3 separate regions of the Sus scrofa genome follow, and regions 2 and 3 are each linked to region 1. The links are chromatin contacts, called in public Hi-C and HiChIP or PLAC-seq maps. All regions are on one chromosome and are shown on one strand. Each heading gives the region's core, a stretch centred on a gene start, on an enhancer-like site or on the middle of the called end of the contact. The rest is flanking DNA. Distances are from core to core; before and after follow the strand shown.

Evidence for each region. Hi-C and Micro-C count contacts between places; a contact is called where the count stands out from the background. HiChIP or PLAC-seq counts read pairs in DNA pulled down with a chosen protein or histone mark.
Region 2: an H3K27ac HiChIP or PLAC-seq map of skeletal muscle shows a contact between it and region 1, with 7 times the contacts expected there. The contact joins the enhancer-like site here to the promoter of LOC100516424 in region 1. A contact is called at or near these places in 2 of 5 promoter capture datasets (fetal liver and fetal skeletal muscle), 5 of 47 Hi-C or Micro-C datasets (embryonic fibroblasts, fetal heart ventricle, heart right ventricle and 1 more) and 2 of 2 datasets of contacts at active chromatin or transcription factors (alveolar macrophages and skeletal muscle).
Region 3: a contact with region 1 is called in a Hi-C map of skeletal muscle, with 2.5 times the contacts expected there. The contact joins the promoter of CTXN3 here to the promoter of LOC100516424 in region 1. A contact is called at or near these places in 2 of 47 Hi-C or Micro-C datasets (heart right ventricle and skeletal muscle) and 1 of 2 datasets of contacts at active chromatin or transcription factors (skeletal muscle).

Annotation. Positions count from the first base shown.
Region 1 is chr2:131,015,218-131,018,023 of Sscrofa11.1, reverse strand. It overlaps LOC100516424, which reads left to right and starts at 1,483. Exons shown (of 6, transcript XM_021084715.1): 1 at 1,483-2,628. The coding sequence starts at 1,485. The coding sequence ends at 2,318. It overlaps SLC12A2 (solute carrier family 12 member 2), which reads right to left and starts at 1,594. Exons shown (of 27, transcript XM_003123899.5): 1 at 682-1,594. The coding sequence starts at 1,407.
Region 2 is chr2:130,687,970-130,690,704 of Sscrofa11.1, reverse strand. No RefSeq gene overlaps it. Among named protein-coding and RNA genes, the nearest start is that of CTXN3, 93 kb to the right of the region's middle. Within about 2 kb of position 1,399, at least 17 of the 83 cell types and tissues checked have an H3K27ac peak or open chromatin away from gene starts, as enhancers often do. A contact at or near this core is called in alveolar macrophages and skeletal muscle, where this site is marked.
Region 3 is chr2:130,595,211-130,597,910 of Sscrofa11.1, reverse strand. CTXN3 (cortexin-3) reads right to left here and starts at 1,385. Exons shown (of 2, transcript XM_005661613.3): 1 at 550-1,385.

The sequences.
Region 1 (2,806 bases), core at 234-2,733:
CCCCCCCCCCCGCCACTTAACCCTCTTCCAAAAGGTTTAGGTTATAAAAAAGTGAATTTAGGCCGTAATCAGAAACAGCTTGCCCCAAGACCTAAGATTTCTATGATCTTTGCATAGTCAAGATTGCAGGAATTGAGACTTAATAATTCATAGACCACAAACACACCCTGGTAAGATTTTTCCCTTCAAACACTTATATCCCCACTCTTGGGAACCCTAATGGGTGTACATAAGCCATATAGTACAACCTTTTAAAAAGGACACCGACGGTAGGTGGATGATCTCCACGCTCTCCAGAGAGAAGTCCTCACCTAAACCTCCTGCACATTCCCTTCTGGGGCTTTAAAGCACAACTGTCATTCAGAAGAATGGTAATTGTTTAAGCGTGGGTGAGGAGGGAAAAAAAACCGTACGCAAGATATATAACTGGATGGGAAAGGTTGTTAAATGCAGTCTCTCCGGTATCACGTAACTAGCCCAACCCGCTGCAAACTTTTAAGAGATTAAGTTACATTCTTCTGCAATTCCACCCTTGACAGCTGAATCCAGAGATGCCAGCGAGTCATGCACGTCCATTCCCACCGCTTCACCCGCGGGTGCGCGACTATAACCCACGGTCAGCGAGGGCTAGTGGCTGGGGGAAGCAGGCAGGGCTGCAGAGAGAGGGCCAGGGGAGCTCACCTTTTCCAGCTCATCATGAAGCTCTGCCAGGCTGGGCCGGAGCAGCTTCTCACCCAGCTGCGCCGCTGTGTGCCGGTAGTGGTCGATCCTGGGCACGGCGTCCATAGTGTTGTGGCCGAAGGTGCGCAGGTAGTAGGTGTTGGTGTGGGTGTCATAGTAGTAGTGCTGGTGGTGCCCACTGCCGCCACCGCCGCCCGAGTGCAGGCTGCTCCCCTCGCTCAGCACTGTGTCCCCGCCGTTCTGGAAGCTCACGTTGGGCCCTTCGCCGCCGATCCCCGCCGCATCCGACATGCTCTCATCCGCCGACGAAGAGGCAGCCGGGTCCACGAAGTTCACACGGAAACGGCCCTTGGCTTCCTCGCTGCCTTTGGCTAGACCGCTTTCGCCGTTGGCTTTCCCGTCTGCCGGGGTCTCCTTGCCGCCCGCGCCAGCGCTAGCAGCCGCCGCCGCCCGCCCGGCATTCTCCGAAACCAGATCCACCTGGAAGCGGCTCTGGCTCGGGGTGGGCCCCAAGGGTCTGCCCAGTCCGTCCCCGGCCGCCGCGGCACCCTCCCCGCGCACCCCGCCGCCACCCCGGCTCGCAGCCGCAGCATCCTCAGGCACTGAGGGCACCGCCGTGCCGGGCAGGTCCACCCCGGCGGCAGCCAGCGCGGCGGCTGGAGGCGTCTCCCCACCCGCCGCCAGCCTCGGGGCGCCGGGGGAGGGCGCCTTGGGCCCCGGCTCCATCTCCGCCCGACCCCCGGCGGACCGAGAGAGCCTGGCGGACCTCGCGGACTGCACGCCCTCCGCACCCCTGGCCGGCGATGGTTGCGGCCGCAACGCCAGGTAAGGGAGTCGCTCTCCCAGTCGCGCTCGCGGCCGCTAGCCCGGGCCGGCACGAACGCCTCCGACAGGCGAGTCTGCGCGCGAGTGCAGCAGCCGCGGGGCGGTCCCCGCTGTTTAAAGCCTCGGCGGGGCCGCGGTGGTGGCGGCTCCGGCTGCTGCACGCGGGAGGCGGGGCCCGCGGCTCCTCCGCCTCTCAGCCCGCCCACCCGCGATCCCGCAGTGGCGCGCAGCGGAGACTCTCTCGGTGCCAGGCTCCAGCGCGATCCAACGCAGGAATCGCGTCCGGCCAGTCCACGCCGGGCCTCGGGCAGCACGAGCAGCACAGTCCGGGAGCGGTCGGGCGCCGCCTCGTTGTCGTCTCCGGGAAGATCTCCGCGTCGCTTCCTCCTCTTCCGTCGTCCTCCTCCAACCCCTCCACCTCCCTCCCCCGCCCCGCTCTGCGGCGGAGAGGAACGGGCCCCCCGGCCGCCTCCCTCTCTCCCCGCCCCTGGGACCGCGCGTCAGTGGGCCGGCAGCCCAGGCCACGGCAACTCGGGCTGCGGACGGTGCCCGGCCGGGCCGGCGAAGGGGAGCGCTGCCCCTGCCTCGGCACACGCTTATTGCTGATGTTCCAGCGACAGCTGCCACCGCGGTGGTGGCCCCGGAGAGTATCGCCTGCTCCTTTTTTTGGTTTTTTTTTTTTTTTTTTTTTTTTTTACGTTTCTGAGCTCTCAGTATTGGACCCAGCCGGCGAGATCTCGCGAGATGCTGCAGGACTACCCGGCCGCTTCCCCTGCGGCGCGTGGTACCCGAGGCGATGCCGGTGCCGCTAACCGCCCTGCTCTCCTGCGGGTGATGTCTGGGGCTTTCTTCTTGGGCCCGCAGGTGCTTCCGGAGTTGGGGGCAAGGTGCACCCTCCAGCAAGGCCTGGCCTTGCTAGGAGCTCTGGACCGCCGCGAATCCCCTCACCCACTCCAGGCCTGAGCCTAGAGGGAGGCAGGATTTCCTCTGGGCTGCCTTTGAGGCGTTTACCCGCCTGGCAGCGTTAGATTTGCATAACCAGATACGAATTCCAGTGGAGATGCAGTGGGTGTGTCTGCATTTCCGATTACACCATCATTTTAAAAGCTGTGATGTTCGAAGGTGAGAAAGGAGCCTTTTTAACTTGTAGCATTTCCCCCCCCAAAATAGGAAACAGCATATAAATGAATACACTGAAAGCAATAACTAACCGTGGACTACTAACTAGGAAGTTTTGACGTGCTTGGGGTATGAAGAATTGGGCTATTTCAAGTAAAACATAAAGGTACTCTTTTCCTGT
Region 2 (2,735 bases), core at 150-2,649, 330 kb after region 1:
AGAGTACTGAGAACATTATAGATGCTGAATAAAGGTTAATTCCTCCACTCTCTGCCCACCATTGGCAATACACTGCAGAGGGCTGGCATTGTACCTGCATTCCTGTAGGATGTGAACTTAAATAACATCCCCTACTGCACCCCCTTTCACGCTTTGTCTCATTATATTTTTCTTTAAAATGAAGGAGGATCTTAGGGAGATCCCAAGGGAAAAAGAAAGGGAAAGGAATTGTCTTTGACTGTAACATAATTGGTCAGATTCAGTAAAGAACGAGAATATGAGGAGCCCCTGTTACTAGTTTTATGTGGGGCTTTTGGAAGTATCTCTCTCATCTGGAAAACTACGTCAGCTGACACCTGAGCTACTACTAAGAAGTAAGAAAAAGGCTCCCATGTGCTTTCATGAAAAGTTGGGAAACAAAACTACCATATTATCCTCCATTGAAATGTCTTCATATTTTGAATATCACCAATAAATTCCTCTTTGTGAATTTATTTATTTATTTATAATTTATTTAAATTCCTTCTTGCTGTGTCATATCTATGTTTTATCCCTACTTGGGAAAAACAATGGTTAGGAAAAAAAAAAAAAATTCGAGTTCCCCACCAAGGTTCCTACCTCCCAGCTCTTACTTTAAATCATGACATCTCTTTCCTGGCTAGTGTTTATGCCCCACGTAGTATGCAACCAATATTTTGCTAGGTAGAGTATCCAGAAGATGCATGAAGCAAATTCTGACTACATGGTCATTCTTGGATTCACCTCCTTGGTGAGAAAGTGATCATAGACTCCTCTCACTCCCCAGTTGCCCCTGACCCTGGCAAAACGCTGAAAAGGTCATATATCAGCACTGCCCATTCAGCTCTCAGCCTGGGCAAAATCAGAGAATGAGCAGAAACAGACAGAAGACTTAAAAGATGAAGTGGAAAGAAAGAAGGTCAAAGTACTAAAGTCCCTTTACCAAAGGAGGAGCTGAGAAAGAATAGGAGAGACAGCGAGGTAGTGGAAAAACCAGATCGGACAAGGGGGCTGGGGAGGGGGGCCGCTCCTGGTTGAAAGTCTCTGAGATGATGAGTAACCACTCTGTTGTGATGTGGTTGTCTTTCAACCACTTTGAGAGAGACCAATAAAAAAGGAAACTTATGCAAATAATGCAGACACACACCCTAGCCCATGACACAAGACTCAGAGATTCACATAGTTCTTTTATGACCACTAGCAGGAATTGAGATAAATTAACATTTACGGAGACCCTAACTGAGAGCCAGATACACTTATGTCATTCAGTCCTCGCAATAATGTGTTTGCCCCCTTGAGTGTGCGTAAGACAGCTGTGACTGGGAGCGACCAAGGGAACGGGCCAAGGTCATAAAGCAAGTAAGTGGTGGAGCAGAAACAAAGCCTGAGCTCTCCTGGGCCTGCCGCTGGGAGCCAGGAACCAGCAGCCAGTGATGAATGAGAGACACGGAGCCAACACTGTTGCCAGAGGAAGTATGTCAGGAACTGGCCTGCTGAGCCCCTCTGCACTGGGGCACCTCTGGGTCTTTGCTTCATTGTGAAACTGGGTTTTCTGACACTTTCTTAGCCCCAAGGCTGTGAGATCTCTTGGCATGTGTATGGTCATAGACCGCAGCCTATCAGAGCCCCTTTCTTTGTCCGTCCTGTGTGTGCTGGTGATAGAAGCCAGCACACAGGCAAAAACTGCTTTATTATGAGCTTCTGAGACCTTTTGCCTCTTCTTTTTTCTTCTTCTTAACACTTTTCCTTATTTTCTGTTCCTCCTTCTAGTCTTTTATCTACTACCTAATTTCCAGACATTTTCTCCCACTGATCTTAACCTACAGGAAATATAATCAAGTGTTTTCTTTAACTAAATGTAGCAATGTCCTGAATTGCTTACCATTAATATCCAGGACAAGAGTGGGATTCTTACATCCCTTTCTTTGCTGACGTGCTGCAAACTTACTTCTTTGAGCTGTGCACAGCCCAGATTAAAAGCCTGAAATGTAAATTATCTTGATTTCACAATTCTCTTATTTTGACCCTAGTGACACAACTGCAGAGAAATAAAGAATGTTAGCTAGAAGAGGCCAACAAAGAACTGTCATCTGTGTGACCTCAGAGAGGAAGCACCACCCTCTTCTTATTTCCTCATTATGTCTACATTTCTTCTTTTTCATAGTGAACCAACAGAGACCTTGCTAGAAGGGACCCTAGAAAGGTTAAGTTTAAGTTACCTGAGGCCCAGGACCAATCGATGCTTAGTGTAGGTGAACCCCTAGGCATCTATTTGCCTTAGTTCTATGTGAATCACTAAGAAACAAAGCCAGGAGGCAAAAATTCAGATAAGGTTGACATTTATCCTCTTCTCAAAGGCAGGATCCATTGGTTGACAATGCCATGAGCTTCCACTCCTAGTCCCAGCACAAATCTTTGTCCCTGCTATTTCTTCTGCCCTCCCCACTTGTTTCTAGCCCACCAGGCCAACCCATCGGGCCAGGGCCCAGCTACGGGATAGACAAAATGATTTGGATTACCAGTGAAAGCTAGCTAGCGTTCCATCAACCCTAAATCGATAGTATTTAAAAGAAGCTTTAATTGGGAGTTTGGGATTGACATATACACACAACTACAGAAAAGATGACTAACAAAGACCTCCTGTACAGCACAGGGAACTCTGCTCAATATTCTGTAAGAGCCTAGATGGGAAAAGAATCTGAAAAAGAATGGATAGG
Region 3 (2,700 bases), core at 136-2,635, 420 kb after region 1:
CAAACAGTAAACCTCACTGTTCTACTCTATTTTCGTTTCCCTTTCCTTGTGTGTTTCCTAGTGAAAAAGGGTGCTTGCTGAGAGCTCAAAGGGCTAGGGCTCCACACTGCTCATCTCCAGGGATGGGCAGCACTGTCATTATGAGTTGTTGGGTTGTGAGCCTTTATAAACAAATTAAAACATCCCTGTTACCTTTTGGAAGGTTGGATGTTTTAAGTGAACGGGGAAAAAATAATGTAGTGGGCAATAGCTTTTAGGCAAAACTTACTGCAGCTTAGCAAAGAAAAACAGCCTCTCTTACTGCTCCCTTACCCAGTGGCAGCAGCCTTATAAACTTAAGCATGCTTTACAATTAAGCATTTTTCCATTGTACCCCCCTGGCATTAACTTTGCCTAGCAATTGTTTAATTAGACTTTATCTGACAGCTAGATCTAAATTCAGATCTTGGATCCAAATGTCATCCATGCGATTCTGGCTCATGCATAAATTGTAAAGTTCGAGAAAAGCATATAATTAGCCCATCACAGAAACAGATTTTGGACAAATACCTGGATCTGGTTGAACAAACACTTGATCCATTTCCTGGTGGAACAGTTACAGGTAGTTACGAGCCTCTTTCGTTTCCATTCTTCCCGACCAGGCTTGTGCTAAAGCTGTAGACAGTGGTAGCTGCAAGCAGCTGATGGCACACCCCAGATCCGAAGCTGTTGTTTCAGGCTTAGAAACTTCCCATTAAAAGCCCCGAGTTAAAGGAGCATCGTCTTTCTGTGTGAGGCATCCTTAGCGGCCAGTACAGCTGCTTCTCTGAGACGAGCCATGATTTCAGTTCTGCCTCAGCAACTCTTCAGAGGCTTCTGCTTCAGTGAGTAGAGGCAGTATCCTAGCAGTGTGTCTGAAATCATCTTCAAGAAAACATTAACATTCAAAAGGAGTGTGGGTGAACACATCCCAGGGCATTCCCACACCTTTTCAAAATCAAAGCCATAAATCTACCGGGGGTCTGCTTTTCTCTATTGAGTATTGACACTAGTCCTCTTTGGGGATGTCACTTAGCCCCTTGCAGCAACCAGCCTCCGTATTGATTACGCTTTATGACCTTCAGGCCAACTTAATTAATGGGAAGGCGTCTAGGGTAGGGCATCAATTTCACATTTGGGAGATGAAGCAAAGACTCCTTTTCCTAAAGAAAACAAAATTGACCTTTCAGAAAAGCAGCAATTACGGGAGGCAATGGGGAAGGAACAATTAAAAAAGAATAACATCCTATTTTCACCATCTGTTTGTAAAGTTACGAGGCTGTGGGTTGGCAGGTCCATGGTCTCCTTTGGCTGGCCTGCGTAACTGTGACTTTGGCAGGCACCCTGCCCCACACAGGCCATCCGAGACCCCTCGATGAATCAAGATGGATCTTTGTTGCCAGTTGTTCTCATTCTAAAGATTCTAGTTATGGGACATAAGACTTATTTTTCTTGGCTCAAGTGCCGAAATAAGTTTGGAAAATATTTTAGGATAATATTCATCTTAAAAAAAAATGCTTCTCTGGAAATAATTCAGCATCATCCTTAAGACGAAACATCCTTGTTTTTTGGCAACGCACCACTTTCTTTGTTAAAGTGGAAGCACTCTCAGTGACAACATCCACCCACCAAATGATGGGGTGCATGATATTTAAAGCCAACCCTGCCTGTGCCTGTCATCTCTGCTGTCTCTTCAGCGCTTGCGAGAAGTTGGCCAGTACCCAGTAGCTCTAGGGACTAGAACGGGGCTCGTTTTCGGAGAGGAAAACCCCCATCTGCTAGCGAGAGACAGCAATCCTGGATAAGCCTCAGGCCTGAGAAAAATCAAATGCTAAGTGTTAGAATCTCATGTCAGAGTCAAATGCTTGCCATTAGAACCTAACCTCACAAGAACACCAAGATTGCTTTCCCAGATGTCTTCCAGATTTTTAGCTGAATTTCTTTTACAATTAGTGTAACTTAATGTGTTCTCTCTCTCTCTCTCTCTCACACACACTCTCACACACACACACAGAGACAAAGAAAACAATGGGATGAATAAAACCCAGCAGAGCACTACCCTTCAGTGCTCACTGGTGTCCTTCACCCTTTTCAGCCGATGGTATTGGTGAATGGAGCACCCTGTCTCAGTACTGCCAGCAGAGTTGGGTTCAGGGAACATTCTGACCCCTCCCTCACTTACACACTTATTGTTCCTTGTGGTAAGAAAGGACTCTAGTTAGAAATGAGCATGGGTTACTGCGGGCGCTCCCCCAGCCTGGAGGCCCCTCGGATATTGTTTTAGCCTGTAGCCCTGCAGAGGTGGCAGGGAACACGAGGGGCTGTTCCCTAGCTACTCCACAGGCTGAGGCCATCCCAGGGAGATGAGGGCCTGGCCTATTTTTAAAACTCCCCAGAGCAGTAGATTCCAACCCCTGCCCCCACCCCCCACCCCCCCGCACGCCCGGAGACAACTTCTGTTTAAACTGACTCCTCCATTGCTTACTTTGTGTAAATGAGTTGGCATGTTTCTTTTATTCCATCCTTGCTGCAGTCATTAACCACTGTGTTAGAATGCGCTTCCCCCCAGGAATCCGAACTAGGTGAAGACAAGAACATTTGATGAAGATCTGCTGCTGCAAAGACCCTCCAGCCAAGTTTGGATATTGCTTTTATAAGATAATTATAATTGGAATGGCTCGT